2 separate regions of the Arachis hypogaea genome follow, and region 2 is linked to region 1. The links are chromatin contacts, called in public Hi-C maps. All regions are on one chromosome and are shown on one strand. Each heading gives the region's core, a stretch centred on a gene start, on an enhancer-like site or on the middle of the called end of the contact. The rest is flanking DNA. Distances are from core to core; before and after follow the strand shown. Region 1 holds the start of LOC112799522. Region 2 has its middle 24 kb from the start of LOC112699056.

The links. A called contact is a pair of places that touch in the nucleus more often than the background predicts.
Region 2: a contact with region 1 is called in a Hi-C map of leaf, with 5 times the contacts expected there. The contact joins the enhancer-like site here to the promoter of LOC112799522 in region 1. A contact is called at or near these places in 3 of 8 Hi-C or Micro-C datasets (leaf and an unstated tissue).

Annotation. Positions count from the first base shown.
Region 1 is chr1:16,688,719-16,692,926 of arahy.Tifrunner.gnm2.J5K5, reverse strand. It overlaps LOC112799522, which reads left to right and starts at 2,199. Exons shown (of 5, transcript XM_025841696.3): 1 at 2,199-2,505; 2 at 3,533-3,588.
Region 2 is chr1:16,838,816-16,843,023 of arahy.Tifrunner.gnm2.J5K5, reverse strand. No RefSeq gene overlaps it. Among protein-coding and RNA genes, the nearest start is that of LOC112699056, 24 kb to the left of the region's middle. Within about 2 kb of position 2,198, at least 3 of the 3 cell types and tissues checked have open chromatin away from gene starts, as enhancers often do.

The DNA of each region.
Region 1 (4,208 bases), core at 950-3,449:
ATCAACATTATTTAAAAACAAAATTAAAATTTTACTAACATTATTTACAAAATGATAAAGCAATATACTTGGATTTGCAAACTCAGTAAATTCTGGTGCATGCATAGCATCTAGGTCCAGAGCATGCATGAAAGATGCACATCGAATGAATATCGGCTTGCGATCGTGTTTATTGAACCATGAACTTTCCTTTCAGGACGACTCTCGTTCCCTCGTTACTTCCTCTCAATATGTCATTGTTGGCTAAGAACTCTTCTTCACTATTACTGTTGTTTTCTTCCCGGTCTATGTTGTCTCCTTCACTTAGCAACGATTCATCTGCTTCGTGAGTATTACCCAATTATTCGAACTCAACATACAACTCTAGGATCGGCACATGAGCTTCATTTTGTCTATAAACCATTAACATTTCTAGCATAATGGCTTCATCAATCACATTCATCGATTCAAATCGTATCACACCACTGAAAAATAACACCGGTTGCCTGTATAAAATATTACTAATTCTTTTTGAAATATTTCTATGTATGTGTTGGCATAATCTATTTTTCCACTCTTCACATGACAACATGCGAGAAATAGTAAAAGAAATTGGATTTTTACAAATAAATTTTATACCCTCAGTTGTATATGGTATAACTTCACCATCAAAATATACCAGTAAACTCACATTAGTTTTCATTACTCTTACAACAAAAACTAAAAGGAATTGTCACACTGCAAACATTTTGAAGAAAGGGGTAGAAATGAAAATTTTGTTAAGAGAAGAGTGAAAAGTGAGTCTGAATATGAAGAGAAGAATAAAAGTGAACTCATTTACAAATCCAGTTAATTCTTTTATAGAGGAGAGTAGATATTAATTTTTTTAATTGTTAATTTAATAAAATAATTAATTTTTTTGAACATAATATTAAAATATTAATATTTCATATGATAAAGTAATCTTTTCACACTTAACGAACTGACGAAAATATCATATCAAAATATTTCTCGTTGTGAACGAATTAATTTATTATTAAAAAATTCTCGCATAGTGCGAGATGGGCTGACAAGCCCTTTTCTCCATAACTTTCTCGCATAGTGTGAGATGTGAAAGAAATAATTTTTTTAAAAAAATTTAAACCCTTTTCATATAATGCGAGAAATAGAAGACCCATCACATCCGAGAATAATACCTCACAGTCCCATCTTAGTGCACATGTGTAATATTATTTGCATATTAAAATTTTTTAGCCAATATATATAATGTAATTTACTCTTAATTTTATATAAATAATAATTTTTTAGTCAGATGAATTGAACAATCTCAATTCTAATTAAGCACTATATTAATGGAGATAAACAAAATGACTAATATGAATAGGGGTGTTCAGAGATTGGATTCGGCCTGCATATTCGCAGTGTTTATCCAAATCTGATTTGAAAAATTATGGATATAGATTCGATCCACACACTAATAAAATCATATTGCGGATTTTAGATTTTATGTAGGTATTCGCATATTTGCGAATCTACAAAAATAAATAAATAAATAAGTAAATATTATTTTTATGTTTTATTTCAACTAATTATTATATATGTTACATTATTTTAATTTTATTATTTAAAAAAAGTATGTCTAATATTATTTTAAACATAGTTATCAGAATATGTGGAGGCTTGAAGGTCGTTGAAGGCTTCAACAGTAACAGAAAAGTATGTTAATTTTTGCTAGTGTTAAAGGCTTGAAGTGGATATGTGGAGATCCTTCGATGGTGCGGCGGCACGTGGGTGTATGGTGGATCCGTGCGGATCAACAGCAGTCCTAAGTACGAATTGATCGATTTTCAATGAATTTGACCACCGTTGACCGAATCAACTGCAAGTCTGGCCCTAAGTAAAAATCGAACCTGTCAGACCACCGATTTATCGATTTTTCAGTCGAACTGATAGGTCCAATCTGATTCTAATAACTATAATTTTAAGAGTAAATTAAAAATAGAAAAAAAAATTTATTATTTTTTTTAATAAAAATAAACCTTTAAAAATATTTTTATATTTTATAGATATATTAAATCTGATCAAAATTTTGACTATATCTAATTTAATTCAATTCTCGTTCACCCTTAGATGTGAATTAATTTTTTAAATTTAGACGATTAATCTGAGTTAATTGAAATTTGGAGACTAATTTAAAGCTGACCTCAAATTTCAGAGTCATTTTGAATTTTAATTCGGGCTCAGCTGCATAAAAATAGTAATTGAAAAAAAAAAAAAAAGCACCGAACCCTAAGTCGAAGTGTCGAATCCTCTAAGTCTCTAACGCCAAGTCCCAGGCCCCCGTCCCCAACCCATTCTCCGTACTCCCTCGCAAAGGGCTTCTCTTCTCTGTTTCTCTGATCCACTCATCCGCTGCTTTTCACTCTGCCCACGCCTCCCTTCGTTCCGCCGTCTCCCTTGCATCTCCCATCACGCCGTCGTGTCCGCTGCGTCGGCTGTCTTCTCTCCGTCTCTACCTCAGTTCCGGTAGCTCCTCTGTCCTCTTATCTTGTTCTCTGGTTCGGTTTCTTTGCTTTATTTTTTTTCTGGAACTGTTAACTTGTAATTTGCTGTCTTCGACTTGTTTTCTTGTTGCTGTTGCTGTTTGCTGTGTTGTTGAGTTGTTAGTTGAATTGTTATTGCCTCAGTTGTTTTTATAATGTAGTGTATTTTTGTTGCTGCTGCTGCTGTGTTGTTGAATCAGTTGCTATGTTGTTGAGTTTCTGTAATTTGAATCTATTGCTATTGAAGCCCGTTGATTAAATTACACGAGTCCATTTTCGGATTTCCCAAGTGTTTTTATTGTATATCTTACTTATTTGACATGACAAAGGAGTAAATTTATTATCATCTTTAATATGCTACTGCTAATGTTCTGGGGAAATGTGACCTAGAAGTTGACTCTGACTAAGCATTGAAACTAAGAGCGATTATAATCCTTTTATTTTAAATGAGAACTGCCTTTGTTATTTATTTTTATTCACTTTCGATTATTGTCACATGTTTAAATTAAAAGAGACACTTCTTGAAAAGTAATAAGGCCATGTCCATGTGTTTGGCATGTTAAGAAAAGAACGAATTCCGCTGTAATATGTATACCACTTTAAGTTATTGTGATCTTGTCTTCGCTATACTCAAGTTCATGTATTTCAACTTCTGTGATATGTATATCATTTTCCGTTTGAGTTCTTTTTGTTTGAGTCTATGCTGGTCACATCGGATTAAAGATTGTGGAGTTGCATCAGCTGTATCTGTTTATTTGTGACCATGCACAAGTATGCATTCTTGACTTTTAGGCAACCATATTAATCAACATCCATTATGTTGTTTATTTGCATTCTGAAGCATTCTTTAAAATTTGATGCTTACAATTGAAAATTTCATTGTATCTTATCCTTTATTGTGTATCCTGATGCTCAAGTAATGGATCGATTTCTTTGCTAATGGGGTTTTAGTTTTCACTTTTTCTTGAATACTAATATGCATGTTTTTTTTATCTTTTTATTTTTTCCAGTATTCTGATGCAACAAGAACAACAGTGACATGTTTTGCACCTCACAACCAACTTGAGTAAGTGTTAAAATTTTGAAGAATACCTATGCTTTAGTTTAAGAATAGAAAATAAATACAGCGAAATTGAATTTTCAGGGTTTTTTTTGTATATTTTATGGATGTAGAAAACTAAAGCATTAATCTCTGGTAGGGATGATGTTCTAATAACTTCTCAGGATAAGATTTATAATTTGAGCTTTTTAGTATTCAAAAGTTCTATTTGCTATAATATGGTTCTCTCAGTACACCAAAAAAATATGTTCTCTCGGTTTCAGAAGACACAAGTACATTGACTACATTGTCTCTCTTTTTTTTTGGAGTGAGTTCTCCATTTTTTCTTGTTGTATCATAAGTAGGCAATGATAGAGGTATGAAATGAATTTTCTACCTATGCATGTTTGCTTGGAAATAGATTACAAAATCCTGGAGTTGCTTTATCTCAGCCTACTGGTAAAGAGTTCACGGCATAGTATTCCATATGTTTGTCTTCCACAATTTAGCTTGTTAAAAAAAAAATCTAAAATCCGCACCAATTTTTTTTTTTTTCATTAGACCCTTGGGTGAAGCCATTCCCTAAATCCAGCTTAATTCGGGATTCTTTGCACTGGGCTGTCCATTACAACCTGGTACCGATCTCA
Region 2 (4,208 bases), core at 949-3,448, 150 kb before region 1:
TTATTCTTATTTTAAAAATAAAAAAACACCATCACCACCACTGGTAAAGATAAAAATAAAAAATTTATATATTAATTTTTGTATTTTAGTATCTCAATAAAATAGTAATATATAAATTTTATGTATTTATATACTAATATATATTACTGTATTTTTTTATTTTATATATTTAAAAATTAAACACAAAACATGAGCATGAATATATCACTGTATCTCAAAATTTAGTAGATGCACCTACTGATCAAATATATTTATTATCATTTTGTTTGAACACAGCATAAAAGTAGTCTAGTTGAAGACTCACATATTTATCTAACCATTAATTAAGTAAATTTTTAACCAAAGTACTAAAACTGATTATAAAAGTTATACCGCTGACAAATTTAATTATAAAAAATTAAAATTAATTTATAATTATAAAAAAACAGATTTTAATAAATAAAATTAGTCAAATTTTAAAAATTATCAAAAAATTTTAAATTATCTCTTTAAACTAACCTAACTATCTTCAAATTGTAATCTTAAAAATGAGTAATTAATTTAGTTTAGAAAAATAATTTAAATTTTTTTTATAGTTGTTAAGATTTGAATAGTTTTATATGTCAGACTTCATCTTTCATAATCATAAATTTTTTTAACTCTTTGATGGTTATAATTTTTTATGATTATTTTTAGTACTTTAGTCGATTTTTTTAAATAGCTTGATTGATACTTTCATACTTTTAGATTTAGTTTTGTAAAAATGTTGTTTTTTAAAAGTAGTTTATAAAAGTTAACTTTTAAAATATAATTTTTTAAAAGTTGTAATATCTATGTTTAATAAATTAAATTAAAAATGATTTTTAATAAGCATAAGTAATAATAAGTATGTTTGGTAAAATAACTTTTAAAATTTAAAAATATTATAATAAATATTAATATAAGAATTAAATTTAGATATTAATTGATATATGAAGTTATATTAGATTTTTTAAATTTTAATAAGTATAAATTAACTTTTAAATAGCTTTCAAAAGTACTCCTAATTTTTGAAAGCTACAAATATACCTGCATAAACACATAAACTTTTTTATTTACTAAATACAAAATGAGATACTTATCACAAATACAAATTAAAAAAATTTTAGCAAATTAAACCTTACTTTTGCTAAGATCTTGAACCATGTGTTTGCGTTGTTGTCAAGATGCAAATTTAGTCTTTGTATGACAATGTATAGTTTGAGAAAGGGTATTAGTATGAGTTAATATCACTTATTTTTTAAATTAGTTTTTTAAAGATAAAACTAATCATATTAGTCTCTAAAAAATAAAACATAAATCAGATTGGATATTCTGTTAGTTAAATAATAATGTATTACACTAAATATCACATGGTATGATGATGTGGTAAGATAATATCATATATTATATAATAATTAATTGACATGTTAGATCAATAACACGTGGTGTGTCACGTGTTATCTGATATGTCATAAATTTATTTAAAATCAAATTAGTCTTTAAAAATATACATATAAATCATTTTTAATCTTAAAAATTTTGTACTTTTTTTGTTTTATGTTTTTCTAAAACCTCTCTCCTTTTCTTTTTCTCCTTCTTGTTTTACTCTTTCAAAAAGAAAATACACCAGTAATAAAAGAAAAAAAATGTATAAAAAAAATACGATAAAAAAATATGTAATTTATATATATATTGTGTAAATAATTTTTATTAAATTTAAGCTAATTTAATTAAACATAATTACTAAAAATACTTGTATATACAGCAGCATTATAGATAAAAATTTTCTAATAACTTAATTGTTAAGTTATATATAATTATATATTAAACAGGTAAGGACATATTATCCCACCTGGCCTTATTCCTTGCCTAGTCATGTAGCTCTTTGATGTTTGGGAGATAAGCGAGTGAGACACTGCTAACTGCATTCTCTAATGAGGGACCCTCTTTTTTGTGTTTTTTATTAGGATACCAACATGGCCTAGGCCCATGAAAGAAGAGAAATAGGAACCCAAGACCAAAAACTTGTAGGAACCCCTTTTACATCCTGTGATATCAAAGGTTCTAACTCTCTGTCCAAAAAAAAGGGTTCTAACTCTAGAATACCAAAAAATATAAAGGTTCTTCTAACTCTAGAGGTGTAGTATCTAACAATATGAATCCATATTGATGTTTGATTAGCTAACCCACAATTATTTCCTGTCTATGTGTATGTTGAACTCTTATCTCCCAAGGTTTATTTTTCATCCCCCAAATAAAGTGATCCTTTTTTATTTTGTTATTACGAATGAGTGATCTTTTATAAACTCAAGGGCTTTTTTATATTTGGTGCATTCTAAGTATGAGTATATGATTACGTCAATAAATATATTGACTATAGTGTTTTTAGGTAGCGTTTGGTAGAGAGACAGAGATAAAAATACTGAGACTGAAAGACAGAAACTAAGAGACAAATATTAAAATAAATCTCAGTATTCTGTTTAGTATAAAATAGGAGATAGAAATTGAAAATAGAATAAAATTCTAATTTAATTTGTACAAAAGATAAAATTGAAATTAATTAATTGAAATGAAGGTATTTTAGGTATAAAATATTATTAAAATTTCAGTCTCTATCTCTAAAAATTTTAGTCCTCTGTGTTTCCACTTTTTTGAAGTACTAAAATACTGAAATTTTGAGAAAAGAGACAAATTTTAGTATCAGTCTCTGAACTAACAAACATAATATTGAGTCACAGTCTCTCAGTCTCTGTCTCAGTACCTCAAAACAAACGCTATCTAAAAGTATTGCTAAAATTAAAGTAACGTTTTTTAATTATTTAGTAATACTTTTTAAAAATGTTACTAAAAAAAGTCTGACTTTAATTTTTATAACGCTTATACAATTATCAGAATTCACCTTTATATTTTAGGTCATACATATTTAAGCCTTATTTCAAATTTTGGAAGGAAAATGAAGGCCGGTTTTTGTTTTAAATCACGGAGGATGGACCTTAGTGGATTTCTCTTACAATAATCAGCATTTGCTCTTTGATTCCCAGCCAATTTAAACAAGATAAATAAATCCATACAAGCTATATCAAAAAAAAATCCAAACAAAAAATTAGTTTGAGTTGGTCTAGAACTTAGTTTACTCATTTGATCGATTAAATAAATGTAGAAGGTTTGAATTCCACCTTGTATATACAATAATAATTTATTAGCCAATAATAAATTCTTAATGAAATTTAAATTCGTAGTGCATTAATTTTTGGTCTGTTAGGTTATAAAATATAATGACAAATTCAAAAAAAAATTCAAATAAAATATATAAATATGTTGTGGTGGAAGTTCAATAAAAAGGTGTTTAAATAGTGATGGAGGTTCAATAAAAAAGAATGTCCACTTTGAAAAAAAGTAGTTTATTCTTACAATAACTTTGATGGTGGTATGTCCTTTGAAAATCAAAATTTAAAGAGAATTGTAGGTGTTTGGGCTACTATTGGCAACATACGTATGAATGAGAGTAGTTTTGTAGGTATATATCAAGAGGGTCTTCAACTGCAAATGAGTAATAAATCTAAAACTGAATTCTGGCACGACTTTTGGGTAAGGAAAGGTAAATTGAAAGAGGTATTCCTGAATCTATACAGGGTGACGCTGAATAAAGAGTGCACAATTAGTGAGTGTGGCATTTGGGATGGTGCTTACAATGGAAAAGAGCTTTATGGGAATGAGAGGAACAAGACCTTGTAAAACTTTTTATAATTTTGTCAAAAATCAAAATTAGGCAAGAAAAGGTGGACACTATGAAATGGAAGCACAACAAGCAAGGTAACTTTTTGTTAAATCTTTTTTAAATGTGGTATATAGAATAAGGAGATAGGAGTGGAACCCAATATGTATAATTTTATAAAAAAATTGTGGAAAAGTATTGTGCCTCTATGGGTTGAGTTGCCGATGTGGTTTGTAATTTTAGAAAGATTGAATACTAGAGATTAATTATGTGAGTTTAGGATTGTGTCAGAAGTGGGATCCTTTTGTGTATTATGTAGGAAAAAATTAGAGACCGTACATCACTTATTTTTCTCATGTAAGTGTATATAGGTGTGGGGATCAATCTTGGTAGAATAAAGTGTGAAAAGAATCCTTTGAGATATGGATGGATAAGAAGATAAGAAAAAATGTAAAAAAAAATTGGATGGTGTTATTTTTTCTGTAATATGATG